4 separate regions of the Mus musculus genome follow, and regions 2, 3 and 4 are each linked to region 1. A link is a contact called in public ChIA-PET data. All regions are on one chromosome and are shown on one strand. The core of a region is the stretch at or near the end of the contact, and the rest is flanking DNA. Distances in the headings are between cores, read along the strand shown. Region 1 has its middle 37 kb from the start of Gm35307. Region 2 holds the start of Trim13 (tripartite motif-containing 13). Region 3 overlaps Dleu2 (deleted in lymphocytic leukemia, 2). Region 4 has its middle 30 kb from the start of Gm46480.

What was found. ChIA-PET counts read pairs in DNA pulled down with a chosen protein or histone mark.
Region 2: an RNA polymerase II ChIA-PET map of effector CD8 T cells shows a contact between it and region 1, with 24 read pairs. The contact joins the promoter of Trim13 here to the enhancer-like site in region 1. A contact is called at or near these places in 5 of 39 promoter capture datasets (the 3T3-L1 cell line, the C10 cell line, embryonic stem cells and 2 more), 1 of 15 datasets of contacts at CTCF or cohesin (large pre-B cells), 1 of 484 Hi-C or Micro-C datasets (pancreatic cancer cells), 2 of 115 datasets of contacts at active chromatin or transcription factors (effector CD8 T cells and memory CD8 T cells) and 2 of 9 other capture datasets (liver and macrophages).
Region 3: a contact with region 1 is called in an RNA polymerase II ChIA-PET map of memory CD8 T cells, with 148 read pairs. The contact joins two enhancer-like sites. A contact is called at or near these places in 4 of 39 promoter capture datasets (the C10 cell line, the HPC-7 cell line and neutrophils), 2 of 15 datasets of contacts at CTCF or cohesin (CD8 T cells and the NIH/3T3 cell line), 1 of 484 Hi-C or Micro-C datasets (bone marrow-derived macrophages), 18 of 115 datasets of contacts at active chromatin or transcription factors (CD8 T cells, the SCID.adh cell line, T-cell acute lymphoblastic leukemia and 11 more) and 1 of 9 other capture datasets (embryonic stem cells).
Region 4: an RNA polymerase II ChIA-PET map of memory CD8 T cells shows a contact between it and region 1, with 23 read pairs. The contact joins two enhancer-like sites. A contact is called at or near these places in 4 of 115 datasets of contacts at active chromatin or transcription factors (CD8 T cells, effector CD8 T cells, large pre-B cells and 1 more).

The regions. Positions count from the first base shown.
Region 1 is chr14:61,995,684-62,000,403 of GRCm38.p6, forward strand. No RefSeq gene overlaps it. Among named protein-coding and RNA genes, the nearest start is that of Gm35307, 37 kb to the right of the region's middle. Within about 2 kb of position 2,793, at least 30 of the 459 cell types and tissues checked have an H3K27ac peak or open chromatin away from gene starts, as enhancers often do. A contact at or near this core is called in the HPC-7 cell line, acute myeloid leukemia, effector CD8 T cells and 1 more, where this site is marked.
Region 2 is chr14:61,597,694-61,602,413 of GRCm38.p6, forward strand. Trim13 (tripartite motif-containing 13) reads left to right here and starts at 1,819. Exons shown (of 3, transcript NM_023233.3): 1 at 1,819-1,877; 2 at 2,101-2,202.
Region 3 is chr14:61,646,311-61,651,030 of GRCm38.p6, forward strand. The region is part of intron 1 of Dleu2 (deleted in lymphocytic leukemia, 2); the gene reads right to left. Among named protein-coding and RNA genes, the nearest start is that of Mir15a, 17 kb to the left of the region's middle. Within about 2 kb of position 2,076, at least 436 of the 459 cell types and tissues checked have an H3K27ac peak or open chromatin away from gene starts, as enhancers often do. A contact at or near this core is called in the HPC-7 cell line, acute myeloid leukemia, effector CD8 T cells and 1 more, where this site is marked.
Region 4 is chr14:61,734,627-61,739,346 of GRCm38.p6, forward strand. No RefSeq gene overlaps it. Among named protein-coding and RNA genes, the nearest start is that of Gm46480, 30 kb to the left of the region's middle. Within about 2 kb of position 1,970, at least 136 of the 459 cell types and tissues checked have an H3K27ac peak or open chromatin away from gene starts, as enhancers often do. A contact at or near this core is called in effector CD8 T cells and memory CD8 T cells, where this site is marked.

The DNA of each region.
Region 1 (4,720 bases), core at 1,543-4,042:
AAGTCATAGAAAACATTCTATAATGAAAATGGTGTGCATTCCCTCCAAAACAAAGGTGTCAGATGGACCACATGGAAAGGTGTGCTACGTTCAAGCACACCTGATGATGGAAACATCAACAGTGTACGGTTTTCAACTCTTCCTAGTTTGTGTATGTGATGCAATCCAAATAAATATCACAGTTTTGCCAACATTTTATAATCAACTACCTATGCTAACAAGTTTATTTGAAAAATGATCAAGAAAGAGTAAAGAATAAAAATATAAATTGGTTGGTTACACTGATAACAAAATATCATAAGGCCTACACCACAATCTGTAGGTAGCCCCAGCTATGTATTGCTGAATGTAGCTTGCTGGTGTACACAGGTTCTAGGTTTATCCCAACAATCACAAAGCAGAAATCAACCAACCAACAGCAACAGCATGCTTTTTCTTTGAGAAGAAATGGAGCAGTGGATCAGAATTTTAAAAGCCCAGAAACAGACTCTATCACACATGCAACTCGGTGAGAGAGGAGACAGGCTTTTGAGCTGTTGTTGGGGAAACAGGATATTCTTCTGCTAATACAAAAATGATCTTGTCCACAAACCAAAAGATGAATTTCAAGGATAGAGATTTAGATGTGAAAAGGGATTCCTGTAAGCAAAAAACTTCTTCCCAATTAGCTGGCTTTCGAACTTCTGGAAAGTGCTATGTGGGATGTGTCTGCATCTCCCTAGTATGGCTGTTAAGACAAGTGCTTAAGAATAGACTCATGTAAATCTGCACCATGAAAATACAAGGACCAGCATGAAGCAAATATTTGCAAGTACGGCTCAACAGAAGGGTATGGGTTAACAAGAAACTGTCTCACAAAACAAAGGGGAGAGCCAATTGATGAAGGCAAGACCTTGCATTTTACTGTGTGAACACACACACACACACACACACACACACACACACACACACACACACACCATTCCTCATGTTATGTGGGTTGTTATCCTCAGAAAACCTGGGCTGCAAGAGAGATAAAGCAAGAATACCTCATAGATTAAAACAAACAAACAAACAAACACAATAAATAAATAAAACAAGACAAGACAAAAGCAAATAAGCAAAGCTATCCAATCCTCATAAATGTATTTTTGATTCTCAAACAAAATAAAACTAGCAACCAAAAACACAACAAATGAGCAAACAAAAAAATCTTTCAAATAATAATAGGATACTTGATACTATTACATAATTACTATGACTATTTTGGGAGTAGAATAATGATACTATGTTTTGTTTTTAAAGTATTTTATATTTTATCTAAAAATCCACAAAAATACTTATTAGTAAATATGTTTTCTTGGCTATACTTCAAATAATTCAAGAGGAAGTGATTTTGCTATGAGATTGTCAGTGAGCTCCCTTATCAAGTGCTGATTAAGTGAGATTTTTTTTCTCTCTTCATCATTTTAACTTGAAATAGATGTGAAGTTTTGTGGTAAACAGAAAAATTAGAGGATGCTTTCTTCCTGAAACTATTGGTCAGTCTATGTACAGAATACAGTGGCTGAGGTGGGAGGGTGAAATATCCACTTCGAATGTTATTTATTTTGCGTATTTTCAGTTAGAGAAAATACAGATCTACACGTGCACAAAAGAGCTCTGAAAAGCTATTATTTTGTAAAAACTAAATTATCTATCTATCTATCTCTACATCTATATATCTATATATCTCTATATATCTCTATAAATCTATAAATCTATATATCCTATATATACCTATATATCTATATATATATCCATATCCATATCTACATCATCTATATCATCTACATCATCTACATCATCTACATCATCTACATCATCTACATCATCTACATCATCTACATCATCTACATCATCTACATCATCTACATCATCTACATCATCTACATCATCTACATCATCTACATCATCTATATCTATATCTATATCTATATCTATATCTATATCTATATCTATATCTATATCTATATCTATATCTATCTATCTATCTATATCTTTTCTCTCTCTCTCTCTCTCTCTCTCTCTCTCTAAATTAGTATAGGAAACACACATCCAGGCATAGGCTTTTCTTTCTGATACCCACTCCACCTTTCTGCCCAGGAAAGCTCTTCTTTCAGGAAGAAGACCTCAGATAGAGATGACCACAGCAGGCTGCTAAGAAGAAGACCACAGCAAACTGCCACAGAGACCACATCATTTGCATAGCACAGCCCTTGCTCCTCTGGTTTTCCACCTCTGTTTTGTGAAGAGAGTGAAAAAACCTGTGGAGTATTCAGGACTTCCTGTTATCACACTCTCTTAAGTGAGGACATTAAATTCACTTGTTGCTATTTGTCTGTTAATTCAGGCTTTTTTTAAAAGGCTTAGACCTTGACCTGCAGAGACCAAGGAAAAGCTCTCTTACCCACCAAGCACAGGAAAGCTTCAAATTGCTCTTTGGAGCTGACAATGTCCTGAAACACTATGCCAAAATCTTTCTCTCATTGAACACATCGTGTGCATTCTTAAAGTAATTTAATTCAGACTTTACTTAGCTCATTCAAATAGTATTTTATGAGAAATGTTCAATGTCCAATTTACACTCATCCACAAACAAGAACAAGCCGCAACACTAACAACAACCTCCTATATGTTAAGCAGTCTTCCATTTGAAGTATGAAGCTGTTATTTTGCCAAATAGGTAAATGTTCTGCTTGGAAGAATAGTTTCACGTATTGGTTACACACAGGAAACCACATGCAAGCTGCAACAAGCTGTCCCTACAGCTGACAGTTCCTCAGCAGGGCAGAGCTTCTGTCCTTGAAGATGGCAGGAGCTGTGTTCAGTGCTGGGTGCTCAGGCCTTAGCTTTCCTTGGTTCTCTTCTCTCTACCTGGTGTCTTTGCAAAATATGACTTCACGGAATTCCTCAAGGAACCCTTGATGGAGGAGGCAAAGGCTATCAGGTCTTTTGTTTCAAGGCTTGGAAGTCCCAGTTTGTTGACCAAAGCAGCCATGGGGCCAAGTGGAGAGAAATCACATTCTTGCATGCAGAGAGTGGAAGGCTTGTGTGTGCCTACTGAAGAAATTAGCTTTCACTTAAGTATAACAACAAACTTCTTTACACAGGCTACCCCTTGTTAGCTTGAAAGATAGATAAACAGCTAGATTCTGTGTATATGTGTGCATGGCCATCCACAGGGCTGCATACCGCAACCTAATCTAGTGTTATCTTCTCTCTGCTACAGTTAACATGCAATGTGTCCCCAGACTCCATGTGCTAAGGGCTTAGCCCCAAGCTTGATCCCTGGATAATAGATGGGTAGGTCCTGGGAAGAGATTTTAAGCCATTGGAGGTATTCCTTTGAGGGAAATAGTGGGATTCTAATCTCTTTATCATTTTGAGATCTAGGCTCATGATGATTTTAATGAAAATGGCCCCCATGGACTCATATGTTTTAATGCTTGGTACCCAGTTGGTAGAACTGTTTGGGAAGGATTAGAATGTGTAGTCTTAGAGGAGGTGTGTCACTGGGGGTGGGCTTTGAGGTTTCTAAAGCCCATGCCATTCCATTCCTACTTAGCTCGCTCTCTCTCGCGCTCTCTCTCTCTCTCTGCATGTCTGACTACATGTCTGTCTACATGTCTCAGGGGCATGTCTCTCTGCCATGACAGTCAGGGACTCATCCTCTGAATCCATATGACCAATAAACTCTTCTCTTTGTTACCTTGGTCACAGTGTTTTTTTTACACCCTTTGCCCATTTGGAGAGATCTATCCATATACTTCTTTAGCAGATGTCTTTCCAATCACATTTTTCCCAGGTCCCTGGCCAGCTAAGCCAATACACTGCCAGCAGCCCATGAATCAGTGAACAGTCATGCATTTGGCCATTTCTCATTCCAAACAAAATGTATGACCACGGGCACTGCCTACTGTGGAGATTTCCCTTTGCCAATATCTTTTAGGGTTGTCCTGGAAAGATGGTGTAATGATGCAGCTGTCCACTTCTGCGTGGTATCTGAGTCTGAAAAACTGTCAGTAAACCAGACCCTGGTTTTTGCTTCCTCAGTCAACTGATCATAGGGCACATCCAATGAGGTTATAGGTATATGCATGGGAGCAGAAGGCTGTGCCTCAGGAGTAGAAACCATAGGCATTTTGGGAAAATTCTTTATGCAACTTTCTTCATGCAACTTTCTTGTTCCCTCAGGACCAAATATATACATATACATATACATATACATATACATATACATATACATATACATATACATATACATATACATATACATATACATCTTACATTTGATAATTGATTGCTGCTGTGCACGTCCAACTTCATAGATCAGTAGGTCAGATAACACCAGGTTCATGATGGGCAGCTTGGGTTGCATGGTAACTTGGTGGCACATTGTAAAATGTTCATTTCCCACTAAGGCCCAATAGCAGGCCAAACTATTCTCAAAGACAGAATAGTTATCTACAGATGATGGTAGTGCCTTTTCCCCCCAAATCCCAAAGGCTTCCTCTGTCATTCAACTCTAGGGGCTTGCCAAAGGCTTCAGACTGCATCTCTAACTGCCAGTGACACCTTAAGTACCACCAGGTCTTCAGAATCATATGGCCCAAGTGGTAGAGCAGCCTGCAGAGTGGTCAGGACCTGTTGAAGAGCCTTCTCTTGTTCCAGGCCCCACTCAAAGCTAGAAGCTTTCTGA
Region 2 (4,720 bases), core at 569-3,068, 400 kb before region 1:
ACATAGAAAACCTAACTGTAGGCTGGGCATGGTGGTGATGCCTTTAATCCCAGCACTTGGGAGGCAGAGGCAGGCAGATTTCTGAGTTCAAGGCCACCCTGGTCTACAGAGTGAGTTCCAGGACAGCCAGGGTTACACAGAGAAACCCTGTCTCAAAAAAACAAAAAACAAAACAAAACAAACAAACAAACAAAAAACCCTAACTGTTAGCAAACCATCAAAGACTAGGTAGATATTGTGTTATCAGCTGCAGTTAGGTGTGTCCTAACAAGAAGCAGCTTGGCTGTGCCTCAGAAAACCTTAGGTAAGAATGCTGAGGCAAATTGCTTGGGAGAAGTCTTGTGGTCTTTTCTCTGACCTGAGGCTATGTCGGTTGGGTGGCCCTGAGCCACTGTAAAGGTGAAGTGGTTTGGCTCCTACTGACTTGTCTTGGAGCCCTCCCCCCTCCCCCCATCTTGGTGGTGAAGTGGTTCAGCCTGCCAAGGGTGTGGGGGAGGAGCTAGAGGCTTCTTTTTATAGCCATTGGATGGAGGCCCCCACTCCTTTGTTTTTTGGCCTTTATGGAAGGAGCTTCAGTTAAGAGATAGAGATCATCCTTTGCGTTTGGGCTAACAGTGGAGTACAGGCAGGACTCGGGCAAAACGGAAATCTAGGTAAGAGCGCTAAGGGGCCCTGCTGGGTTTGGAGGAACTCAAGAGAAAGGTGGATTAGCTCCGTAGAATGACACAAGTTTCTAAAGAGCTGGAAGTTTAGTTGTAGGATCAGGCTTATAAATAATATATATTTTGTATATAGTTTAGAAAATGAAGCTACCTCCCCGATCTAGCAGGTTTTTACCCCAGTTTACGCTTCACGTGTCAAGTGGTATACATAAACGGTTACACGTGCCGTTGGAATTTGAGGAAACCCTCCACAGCTTCGTCTTGGTTTTCCACCTTGTAGAAAACCTGTTCATTTAGAGGATAAGGCTCTTGGTTCCACTGTAACGTTCTCGTGAGGACTAAGTTAGAAATGACAGGGATTGGTCTTAGGAATGGTGTAGCCGGGACCACAGGCAATGGGCGGAAGGGGGCAAGAGGGGCTTTTCCATGACTTGGAACCGCGCTTTCCCCAAATTTGCTCTCCTAAAGGCCCAGGCCTTCCCAAGCGGGAGTAGACGTGCTCCTCCAGCACACATCACCCTGCATTTACCGGCTTTCAAGTTTGGATAGGAACCATCTTTTTCATCCTCTGTAACCACGGTCTCCGCATAGGAGGTGGAAATCAGGGCGAGATATTTTATTTTATTTTATCTTATTTTATTTTGGTTTTTCTTTATTTTTTATTTTATTTTTATTGATTGATTGATTGATTGAGATATTTTAAAACCAGTTAAAAGTTCCTGCCTCTGAGGGGAACCGTAGTAGTGCCTTTCTTTTCTTTTCTTTTCTTTTCTTTTCTTTTCTTTTTTTTTTTTCGAGACAGGGTTTCTCTGTATAGCCCTGGCTGTCCTGGAACTCACTTTGTAGACCAGGCTGGCCTCGAACTCAGAAATCCGCCTGCCTCTGACTCCCGAGTGCTGGGAAGTAGTGCCTTTCTATAAAGTTGGGTCAATGGTTTTCTACCCAGAGATCGCCGAGCCCGCTGGGTCCTGAAAAGTAGGCAAAGTGGTGTGAAGGGTTGGGCTGTGTTTTTGTTTTTGTTGTTCTTGAAAAATGCAAGTAACAACAACAACAAAAATACAGCAATCCAAACTCGGCGCGTGGGCGTCACCAGAGCACTTATCCAGAGGCTGGGCGACCTAGGTGGTGCGCAGGCGCGGGACAGCGGGAAGCAGAGGGCGTGGTCGCCGTGTCCATTTTGCACCGGCGCAGCCCGGCCCCAGTTGGCTGGTGGAGGTGAGCAGTGTGCTCCGAGTAGGGACCGGGGGCCGGGAGTCGCTGGCCCCGCTGCCGCGGCCGGGGGACACCTGCGTGGGCGGTGACGGGCGGCACGGCCTGGCGGCAGCGGTGCTACTGTCGCGGTCGGGAAGGTCAGCGCGCCGCTGGGGAGGCCCCCTGGCTAGGAGGGGGCCAAGAATGCAGATCTGTGCCTGTGACACTCTTTCTCCTTTCTCTACAGTGTTCTCCAGTTTTACCGTCAAAACGTGAGGGAAAACGAACTGGCTCTCTCCACAGAAAATATAGTAAGCTTGCCAAAAGCATATACTTGCCTGGAACAAAGGTAAACCGTATTATTTTTCTTTATGTTCTGGTATTTATGAAGGGGAAAAATACCCGATTTTATTAGTCCTAGGACCATTCCAGATGGAAATAAAAAGAATAAGTATATCTTCACCACCTCCTTTAATAATAGGGCCTTTGTTCTTTTCATATTTCAAAACTCATGGATTCAAAAATCCATGCTTGCCATTCATTTTTTTGGTAATTACTATATATAATTTAAAAAAAGTATGCTCTAAAGGAAACAAATCCAGCAACATTTCTTCTGTGTGGTTTGTCTTAGTTGTCCAGCTACTGGGGCTGTAGAGCAGGGCTTTAGATTCCTGCAGCTTTCTAGACATTTGTATGAGGAGTGCTTTTAAAACAGAATGTCAATATATAGGCATTCTTTGTGCTAGGACTCAATGGGGCTATTAATCAATTATGCCCCCCCCCCCTTTTTTTTTGCTTTAAATTACACCTTGGAGTATGCTATCACAGTCTACCCGGGAACTACACCTCTGCCCTATTTAATGCTAAGCATCAGTTTCACACAGCCTAATATCACCTGAAAACAATCTGAACTGAGTAATTGTTTTTCAGATTGGTCTGTGGATATGTCTTCATTTACACTGGGCACACTGTGGGCAGCTCTATCTTTAGGCTGATGAACCAGCTAAGCAGGAGCCCATTATGGACAGGCAGCCATCCACATTCTTGATGGTGTCTGCTGGTTGGGAGTGGGTTCCATGGTGGAAGGCATTGTTGTGGGGAATAGAGAGCAGTTTGTTTTGCCTTGAGTTCCTGCTCTGACTTACCTCAGTGATGGACTGATTGTAACCTGCAAGTGTCAGTTGATTTTGGTCAGTGTTTTGCACTGAAAGTAACAGGTCCAGGCCCAGAAGACCCATGTCTTCAGCCTTCCTTCCCAACTGTTCTTTCCATCCATGTATTTTCTGGTAGGTCTGGAAGTTGCTCACTCTGGGCAAGCGCTTTCAGTGAGCTGCAACCTCAGCCCTGCTCTGTGAAAGGGTCTCTGACCCACCGCAGTTCATGCTTCTGTGTTTCTGGTACCCTAGTTGTATTTATTTTCAAGTAATATGAAGATAGTATTGTAAAGATCCTCATTTTGTAAAAGATAAAACATATTTGTGAAAACTATAAGAGATTTTTAGAAATCTATGGAGTAAACTTTGTTTTGGGAATCTATCCCAGTGCCTTTAGCATGCTAAGTATACCTCTGCCATTAGCATATTCTCGGCTCCTAACATAGGAAAATCATCTTTTTTCCCCCTTTTTGTGACAGTTTCCTAGTTAGACCAGGCTGGCCTTGAACTAACGTATCTGCCTTCCTCTGCATTCAGAGTGCTGGGTTTGGCTTAAGGTGTCTGCCACTACGCCTGGGTTAGAATACTAAATTTTTGACTTACTTTCTGGAGAGTTTTGAATCCTAGAACTTTGCAAATTCAAGGTCTGTGCTTTGGTGGTAGAAGGGCAAGGAGAGTCAGGCCCCATGTTTTTCCTCCGGAAGTTGGGGGCTTGGTTAGCTACTTTGGGTTTAAGCCCAGAACTTACGTTTTATTCCTACCCCTTTGTTCTCAAGATAAGTGACGCATGCTTCTAGTAACTGATTTAAGTTGGTTTACGTTTTAAGTCCAGGCGGAAACAGTAAGAATGAGACCTGTTCAGTGTTTGCTAAGGTGAGGAAATACGTGGAGAGACGGAGTGTTTTAGAAACCAGGATATGTTTGTACAAACTTGTGTGTGTGTGGGTCGAGACTGGTATACACACCCCAACACTCCCACACGCCATTTTTACTTTTTTTTTTTTTTTTAAGGCAGGGTGGCTATGTAGACCAAGTTCAGGTTATCAGTCTTCCTCCCAAGTGCTGGGATTAAAGCCATGTGCCACCATGTGCAGCTATACACACTCTGTTTAGAAGAACACTTGACAATCTTTTTCAAGTTGGGTGTCAGTGGTACACGCTTTTCATCCCAGCACTTGGGATCCAGAGGCAGGTTGATCTTTGAGTTCGAGGCCAGCCTGGGCCACAAAGTGAGTTCCAGCACAGCCAGGGCTACACAGAAAAACCCTGTCTCAAGAAAACAAACAAGAAAGCATAGCTGAGTCAGCAAGCGATCCCACTGCAAACAAGGAAAGGTGGAGAAGACTGAGGAAAGACACGAGTTCTGGCCTCGGCCTTGTGCAAGCAGTGTACGTGCATTGCACACACATGCCACAGAGAGAATAAGTGTGCCTGGGCATGTGCACTGCTCAGTGGTATGCTCTGCTCATCGTGGGCACTGCTGGACCTAATCCCTGTCTCCAGCCACAGATGGTTGTCTGATGGCCAGTAGAGTGCCAAGTACTCCATCCTAGTTTGTTATTTTGGTAATATTTTTGTATTCCTCAGTAAACTGACTAAAGAAATACTTATTACTGATTTTGGAGGTCTTAGAGGTTAAGGTACATTAGCAAATTTGAATTGAGTACTATATATAATATACTACATATATAAATATACATTAGTACTATATTA
Region 3 (4,720 bases), core at 826-3,325, 350 kb before region 1:
AAACATAATTATCATGAAAGTAATACAAAGTAGAATGTATTTATTATAAATTAATTTACAGTCCTATACATTTATAAAAATGTTTTCATTTGAATATTTCTAAATGCATGTTTGTCTTAAATTGAAATAATGCCTCAAAATTTCAATTATTTGTAAGATATAAAAATTTAAAAGTTCCTTTCAAAATCATCTACTCTGAAAACCACACCCTATTATCAAGATGGAATTAAAAGGAATGACAAGCAGGGTAATAAATATTGACGCCTGTCTCAAGTAACACTAAACAAAAACTTTGAAACCAGTCAAAGAAACCAACACATATGCACTGCTCGATACAACACATTCTCTCATAATGAATTTGTAAAAGGAATGCATTAATATATATGCTCACCTGTGCATATTTACTTGTTATATTCTCAACTAAGAAACATAAATGACTCGTAAACTAAACTTTTAAATCCACTGCAATGGCCCAGTTAGAAAACATTTAAAAACAGATTTGCAAAGTTCTAAGAGTACATTCAATTTTTACAAAAAAAAAAATGTAGAACAGATTAAGTTTAAAGTTCACTTTCATCAAAATGAAAGAAACAATTTTCCCTTAATATGTATCCAATAAATACATGAAGACTGAGACGGAAAAATTTTATCAAAGGAAAAACCAAACACCTTAGATCCTTCGGAGAAGTTTTCAACTAATGAAGAACAGAAATGTCTTATAACTCCAACAGCAGAAATACAGTTTTCTGAAAACAGCCTCTTTAGTTTTACATTTAAATATATATATTTCAGAACCATCTGAAAGGCTTTTACGGAAGAAACAACTCTATTATGTACTAACTTAAAAAAAAAACTCCGATTTTACATTTTGTATTTATTTGAATAGTTCTCTGTCTAAACACAGTTTTTCGTAGGTCAAGAATTATCAGCTCTGGGATCAACATTCAAACCCCCCAGTCCCGCTTCCTTCCAGCCAATCAGTGGGTAAGAAGCCCGGCGTTTGGGAGCTCCGTTAGACTCAATTTGAAAAACATCACATTGCGCTCCTACTCTTCTGGAAGGGATCTAAATGAGGGCGGGTCCCCCAGTTTTCACAGACACACACCAAATCCAGGGTTCTGATAAAATTCCAGAGGGAGAAAGCTCTGTAGGGGGCCTGCTCTGACTAGCAAGTCACCGAGGGTCTCCTGAAGCCTGAGTCCTCGGCGAATAACCGAGAAGCTGCAGCAAAAGCATCCGCAGAGGATCACTAAGGCAGGTCCGTGCGACCCTCCCGCAGAACGTCCCATGAGCTAAGGGTTAATCTAGGGGTGCTGAGGGAGGAAAGCGACACAAGAGTTTAACGTGGACTCTTCACAAAGACTAGTACCTAGCGAGCATTACCTAAAGTCAAAGCTGTCACTGGCTCATTCAAGAGCTGTCGACTCTGGGTTGACAAAAAGCCAACAGCCAACGAAGAAAAAAAAGAAAGAAAGAAAGAAAGAAAGAAACCCCCCCCCCAAAGGAAAGACAACTCCGCTTTCTTCCGCCTCAGCGTCAGGAGTACCCAAGGAAAGTTGAGGACTGCAAAATGACCGTTAAATCGTAGGTGCAAAGGCTTGTCGGCAGGAGACACCAAGTTTCACGCTACTTTTCCTTGAGACGCTGCGATTCAAGGACCGGAGAAGGAAAAAGTCTTCTAAGAGCCCGACGCCAGGAAATCGCAAGCTCGCAGCCCCGTCCTTCCCTTCACCCCGACACCCCTCCCCCTCGAGCGAGAGAGGGGACCGCCGGGAGAGCAACGACAAAATGACCCAGCTGGATGCGGCCATCCATCCATCCGCCGCGCCCGGGGTCGGGATCCGGCCCGGGACCGGCCCGGCCGGCGTCGTTTCTTCCCCGCACTCCGCAGCGCACCTCGGGGGCCGCGGGCAGCCGTCTCTCCCGCGACCCAAGTTTCCCGGCAGGAGACGGCCTGCGCCCGGACCGCCGTGCACACCGGGGAGGGCGGGCGGGCGCCTGTCGCGGGCGACCCTGCCGCGCCGGCCTAGCTCCCCGGCCGCTCGCGCTGACAGGTCGGGCGGCGGCCGCTCGGCCGTGTCCCGCTCAAACCGCGCCTCCCCTCCCCCAGCTCCGCGCTCCCGCCACCCGAGCGCGGCCGGACGCCGCCCATCCGAGGACACCCAACTTACAGCAACCGGATCCCCTGGGGGAGCTTCTGCCGCGAAAGTGAGGGCAGACCCCGAGTCCGGTCCCTGCTCCCCTCACGGTCCTCCGGTCCCATCGCTGCCACCTCTCGAGACCCGCTTCGCTACTTGAGGCTCTTACCGACTGCGCCGCATCTGGCGAAGCCCCACCGACTGCCCTCTGCTCTAAGTTAATTTTTTTGATGATTTTTGGGGGATTTTCCGGCGTGATCCTAGCGTCGCGCTAGGCTCGGACAGGTTATCCCTTCCCTCCCGCTAGATTGATGAGATCAGGCATCACTCGAAAATGGCGCCGAAAGCGCTGAGACTCCTCATTCAAATTCGTTAGAGCCAACCCCGCCGCCCCGGGGCATGCCGGGAACGCGGGCCGGCTCCACAGCTGTCCCTGCCTCCCCCCACCCACCCCCGCGCGACCCTGCTGCGCATGCGGAAACTTCTACCTCCCTCTCCCCCGGCACATGCGCAGGATCGTCGTGGCGCAAGGCTCTCTACTTCCTCGGTTCCAGTCCCCGCTGTGTCTTGCGCTCCTGTGTGTGCCTGCGTGGCCCCTGTGCGGCAGTGGAGGTGGTCAGCTTTCGGACACTACTCCGGTGACACACTAGTGATGAAACAAATCAGGGACTATCTTAAGAGTTTCGTAAAAACAAGACAAAAACCGCTTTTAACTAAACTCCAAGCCACCGAGTGCGCCTTCGAGCCCTGGGTGGCCGCTCAGGAACTTAAAACCGCGTATCGCTGTCGTGCTCTCGCCCTCCGCCAGCGCCTCCCAGATCTGTCACACCTAAGCCTAGAACCATCTCACGAGGTAGGAATTTTACGGTTCAATCACACGACCAGCGGGCGGCTGTCACACCCCGACGTTTCCCTCCACCCCAGACCTCGAGGTGTGCGACCAGCCCACCATGCACAAGCCTTTGGATTCTGAACTGGAGACGGAGCTTTCGGTTCTGGATTGGAGCCGAAGATGTACAATCTTTTGGACGTCACTAGGGTACTTTTCCAAAAGAAAAAAAAAATAGTGCTAGAGTAAATTATGGACTCACCAGATAGGTTTCCCGTTGTATGAAGCCCCGAAAAAGTTGTAAGAGCCACTGGGTACTGATAATGTGGTACGCATTGTTATCAAACGCTTTGTGGATCAGGTGTCTCACTGCCCACAACACCTCTATGAAGTAGGTATTATTTTTGTTTTATGGCTATTGAAACCTGATGTTCCGATTATAAATTCTGCCGTCTTGCAGCTGGTGAGAGCAAGCTAGGTAAACCGCCTTTAAAAATGACTCTATAACAGGACAAAAAAAATGAAGTTAATATTTTAATTTTTCTTACAAAAGCATCTTTTGATCCTTTGCTTGCAAGACATTGTCCCTTCCACTAGGCTAATTAAGATGAAGTTTTTAAAAAGAAAAACTGCCATTGCTCCTAGATGACTATAGGGCTGTGTTTGGTTATGTTTCACTTGATTCTCATGGATTTTTAAAAAATGACTGTGAGTGTTTTGTTTACATGTGTGTATGTGCATCTTATATGTGCCTTCAAACATCAAGAGAGGAGGGATTTCCTGGAACTATGCTAAAACTAAGCCTGGGTCCTTGGCAAAATCAACAAGTGCTCTCAACTGCTGAGCTATCTCTCCAGCCTTATCAAATGTTGCTTTTCAAAACAGAACCCAACAGTTTAAAAATCAGGGATATTACTATGTTTGCTCTAGTTTTTATTATAAAAACAACTTGTGATGAATTGTAACTTTAAAAAATATCTTCTTTATGGCTTTGAGGCTGGCCTAGAACTCAATTTTGTAGCCCAGGCTCAGGCTGATAATCCTGCTTCAGTCTCTTGAGTGCTGGGATTACAGGTTTGTGCCACCACACCCTGCAGAATTGTAACTTTTGAACATAAAAAAAAGATACATCTTGTTATTATGTCCGTTAAAGCCATGGATATGAAACTTAAGCACCAAAGAGGAAGTGCACTGGAGAAGGCGTCCATGGTTTGCATCAGTGAGGTACAACTGGAAAAGAAGAGACTTTAGCAACCAAGATCAAGACTGACATGGCTGAATAGTGTTCGGCCATCTACGTTTGCTCCGACTAAAACTTATATGGCCATCTCATTTAGAATATTTAAGTCCCATATAGTTAAGATTCGTTTAAAATCTTAACAAACCACAAATCCTCATTGAGTCATTAAAATGGGAGAAAACAAACTCAAGTAACAAAGCTCTGTGCGTCAACAGAAAGCCACTGGGGAAAATGATCTTTCCACCACAAGAGGGTGCACATTCCCGAGTTACATTTCAAAGGGAAAAAAAAAAGATTTTTCTATCAGATCATCACACTCAGGATTTAAAAGCTTGGAAGAATGTCCAATCTGAATTTTATAACTCCAAAACATGTCACACCTTATGAGACTAACGAATCCCACTCTTTAGATAGTAATTAGTATTTGGATATCAGGGTGTACATTCCCATCTGTATTCTAGAAAGGCGTTATCATCTCTGTCTGCCCACTTCCACCCACTCAGTTTAAGTCTC
Region 4 (4,720 bases), core at 720-3,219, 260 kb before region 1:
CTCTTAGTGAAAGACCCACAACGTGAGGACTCCCCCATGTTCTGACTCAGGAGAGGCGACACCCCAAAATCATCCACAAGAAACGATCTTGCTGCAAACTGCAAGAGGATTTTTTATTCAAGAGCGCTCTCGGGCCCATGGTCATACACCACGCAGGGGTAGAGGACCATGGCGCCCCGAGTAGCTGGATAAGGGGGTATTTAAAGGAAGAAACCACAACTCAAGGAAGTGGGGAGGGCGTTGTGTGTGTGTGTGGGATACCAAAGATACCAGTTAAGAGTCACAAGGAAGTGCAAAGTCACATTATTCAGGTTATCTTTTAAGACAGTTTCTAAGAGCCCCTAACAATAGCACCTTTGCAAAGCGGGTTCCAGCAATGGTCAGGGTGGGTCAGGGTGACTTTCTTTGAATGAATACTCCTTGAACCCAGGAAGTGGGTGGGTGGAGGAATGTCGCTATCTGTTTTATGATTAGCATACCTTGGAGCACTGAGTTTACTACTCTTTCATTAGCACAGGAAAATAGTGTTGGGGTGTGCAGAACATCCTGCGTATGGGACTCCTTCTTGTGGGGTTGGCTTATGAAAGGTGTAGCTCCTACAATCTCTAGTCCAATAGACCAGGAGGCAAAACCTGCTACAATGGTCTTTATTCTGTGATAAACTTTCTCTTTGCTCAGTGGCTAGTCCAAAAGAAAGGTGTCAGATGACTTGAGGTCTGAGATAGCTAGCCTTGTCTAGAAGTTTTATCCACAGCAATATAAACAAAACAAGACATACCTAATACACAATAACAAAACCCTAAAACAAAAGACTGGCTTTCCTTAGATTCTGTGGCCATTCCTGCTGCTGCTGTCCCCTGTGACTTGGAAGCAGATTTCCTATTCCATTGTTCTTCTATTCTCCCTCTTCTTGGTGGCTACCTGTTGCAGTGCGGCTTAACTGCTCTACACCGTGCCCGAGACTCTTTCCCTGAGCCTAACCATCCGGCTTCTCACCATTCAGCTCATTCTCCTTTCTAGCTTACACCAGCCATTTGGGCTGATGAAATCTTTAGCTTTTCCCAGCCAGACTCTGTGCAGCTAGCTAAAATGACCTTGAACCTATCATCCTGCTTCTACTTCCTGAAAGTGGGGATTGCAGGCCCGAGCTAACTTGGCTTGGCTTCTGTGGTGTTGGGGATGGAAGGCAAGGCTTTGTGCGTGCCAGGGAAGCTCTTTACTACCTGAGATCCATCCAATCCTGCTTCTCTGATCCAATTTTAAAACCTGTCACTTCACCACTGCTAACTCTGGAGGCAGCACATTCCTTTTATGGTGATTTAGAAAACTAGATGTAATTGCTTCATAATGATTTTCTTCCTAGACTTCCTGTTCAGCTCAAAATTTTGTTATCCTCAGGTGTTCACAGCAAGTTGCTAAGGAAAACGCAAAATCTGCCACTAACACAAATAGCCTCTCACAGGAATTTTGGAGTTGATTTTGTTTTAGATAATCTGTCATTAATTGTGTCTCCCCCTCACCACTCCCTCCCACTCTCCCCCCCCCCCATTTCAAGGGTAAACAAGAATTCACTGAGAAATCAGGTGATTAAACTCCAGGTGGGCACTCCTCACAGCTGGGGTGAGTAGCTATTATAATAAGTCACAGAGCTTCAAATGAAAAGCCCTTAAAAACTCTTTAAATAATAAAGCATTTAAGAGTTTGTTGGAATTAAGAAAAAAAAATACATGAAAATACTTCATCAGAAGGAATGAAAAGTTGTTGCCCTCACTGCCTTTCAACATACAGTCAACGATGAGCCCACCACGCTCCAACAGAGAGTACGCTCCAACAGAGAGTACCAAACTCTCGGTCACACAGACAACCGTGCTTTAAAAATCCCTGAACGAAACAAAGGGGCCTGGACATAGGAAAGTGACTTGTTGCAGAGCTGCAGAGCCGGGTGGGGACTGTACAGGAAGGAAGGCGGTAAGGGGGAGGGAGGGTTGAGAGTCATCAAAATGTGTTGTATGTGGGTATGGAACTGTTGAAAAGCAAATTTAGCCAATAAAAAACAAGAGTACACACAAAAATAAAAAGTATTTTCATCATCATGAGAAAAAGTGCAAAGAATTAATTATCCTTGTAAAATTGGAAAATGTTTCATTCGCTAACAATAAAAAATGGCTTTTGCTGGCATTGTTTTTGTTTTAGGAGTAAAAAAAATAATGTAATCCTTATAGAGTCTTACAGGCAAGTAAACTTGTGAGACTTAATTGGACACGAAGTAAATGTGAAAGCTAAATGTGGTTTGGACAGTGCTACACACGCACAACTCTCCTGGTGTAATTTGCATGAAAAGGAAATCAAAGAGCGAGAACTCTCAGGCTGATCGGCTGTGAAGGACTTAATTCAAAACAGTTTTCTGCTTGAAAAAAAGTGATTTATTTTAAATGTACTTTTGAAAAACAAAAGCCTTACTGGTAACCACCATTTTAGGTGTATTATCTCAATGTGGGATTTCAGTAAAAGGTCAAATCTTATAGAAGTATTTTTGGTCTGACTCAGTCCTGATCACAGATAAATTTTATCAAGAAAATGAAACGAGTTGAGCATTTTAAAACCCGGAGAGAGAGCTTGTTTAAAGAGGCAGCACTTCCCCCTCCCTGCCCCCGCCACAATAAAGACTCTAAGGAGAGAACTTTGGTTGAGAAAAATCTAAAATGAACACATTTAGATGCTCCTGTGCAAGTTTTCTGCACACAGGTTAGAATGGTAGTCGGGCTGCTTTGGAGCAAACAAGGCACAGTTGCTGTTTTGTTTTGTTTCAGTTCAATAGGCAAATTGAACTTCCTGCTTTATAACTGCCCTTGATTAAAGTGCTCTATTTTATCCCAGAAGTGCAAGTGGGGAGCTTTAACTTCAGTTTAAACCTTGTTTAACAGTCCCCAGCCCACTTCCCGAGGAACTCCCTGTGGACCATTCTCATTTTTTTTTTTCCAGGATCTAGTATGACTTCTGTATTTGTCATTGGCTAGGGAGCATTCCCAAGCCTGGCCTTGCTGGCAGCTCCCTGGGCTGATGTCCTGACTCACTGTGGGAGAAGACTCTGTCATCCTTGCCAAAAAGGAAGCCCTGACCTGACCAGCCCCTTACTCATTAACCTCAGCTAGTCCAGAGGTTGGAATGAGGGAGCGAAGGAAGCTACCGTAGATCTGTGGATTAAACTGTGCACCAAGGAAAGAGCAAGCAAGCCTCAAGTCCTTGAAAAGGCCCGCTTGCAGGGAGTTGGCGGTGGGGTCGGGGTGGGGTAGTGCAAAGCAGCCTAACTCAGAAGCTCACCAGCCTACAGTAGGGTCAAGCCTTGGTTCACACAGGAACTTCAAGTTCAGGCTATGGTGGCTTGGTGTTGCTGCTTGTTATTGCCCCACTGATTGGGAGCTGCTGTGGCAGATACGGCCTCACTTCCAGATAGAGGCTAGACTTCATATGGCTAGGCTAGGAAAGGACTCAGATTTAACAATCAAAATATTGAATGCACGCCACATTCTCCCCAATCTACTGTTGAAAAATCGCAAGCCAAACCACTGTTTAATGTGTCCAGCAGTGAGAGCCTGTGTGGGTCAAGCTTCCTGGTCTCCAACTCATTTCCTATTCCTATAGAAGCTGTACAGTCCGCTGGAGGTGCAGAGGTAGTACAACCTCCAGGCTTGAGACCTGTTTGTACGCTCAGCAAGAATCTGCCTGAGAGAAGAGAGTTGACTCCAGGCAATTTTCATTTTTCTACCTTCCCTCTGACAAAACCCCATCTTGACTCCTGCGCCTTTAACAGCTCTTTGCTGTGTAAACTCTGGTGAGCACTACTGACCTGAACAGGGCTAGATTCTGCTGCTAGCTTGTGTCTGCTTTTCCTTACAGAGAACACTCAGATTTGGTTCATATATTGGCAGCAACATGTCCAGCCTGGACAGTGACAGTATTCTAGGCCAACTGGGATCTGTCACCGAAGATAAGGATAGTGAGTTTGAAGCTAGGTATGGGTGGTGCTTTGAATATGCTTGGCCCGGGGAGTGGCACTATTTGGAGGTGTGGCCTTGTTGGAGTGGGTGTGGCCTTGTTGGGAGAATTGTGTCACTGTGAGTGTGGACTTTTATTTTTTCTTTTTTTGGTTTTTTGAGACAGGGTTTCTCTGTGTAGCCCTGGCTGTCCTGACAGGGTTTCTCTGTGTAGCCCTGGCTGTCCTGGAACTCACTCTGTAGAACAGGCTGGCCTTGAAATCAGAAATCCGCCTACCTCTGCCTCTCAAGTGCTGGGATTAAAGGCGTGTGCCACCACTGCCCGGTGAGTGTGGACTTTAAGACCCTTGTCTTAGCTGCCTGGAAGCCTGTTTGACTGTGGAACAAGATGTAGCACTCTCAGCTCCTCTAGCCCCACATTTGCTTGGATGCTGCCATGCTCCAGCCTTGATGATAATGGACTGAACTTCTGAAACTGTAGGCCAGCCCCAATTAAATGTTGTCCTTTTAAGAGTTGCCTTGGTCATGGTATCTGTTCACAACAGTACATCCCTAACTAAGACAGCATGACTGAGAAACCCAGTTCTGATCAGTGAGACCTGAGCAGAAGTCTGCTGGGAAGAAGGGGGTGGGGAGGAACAGGAGAAGGCAGATTTGCAAGAAAGCTTTTGTGCTCCTGATGGCAGATGAAAGGGTGCCCAAAACACTGTGCTCTTGACCCTTCA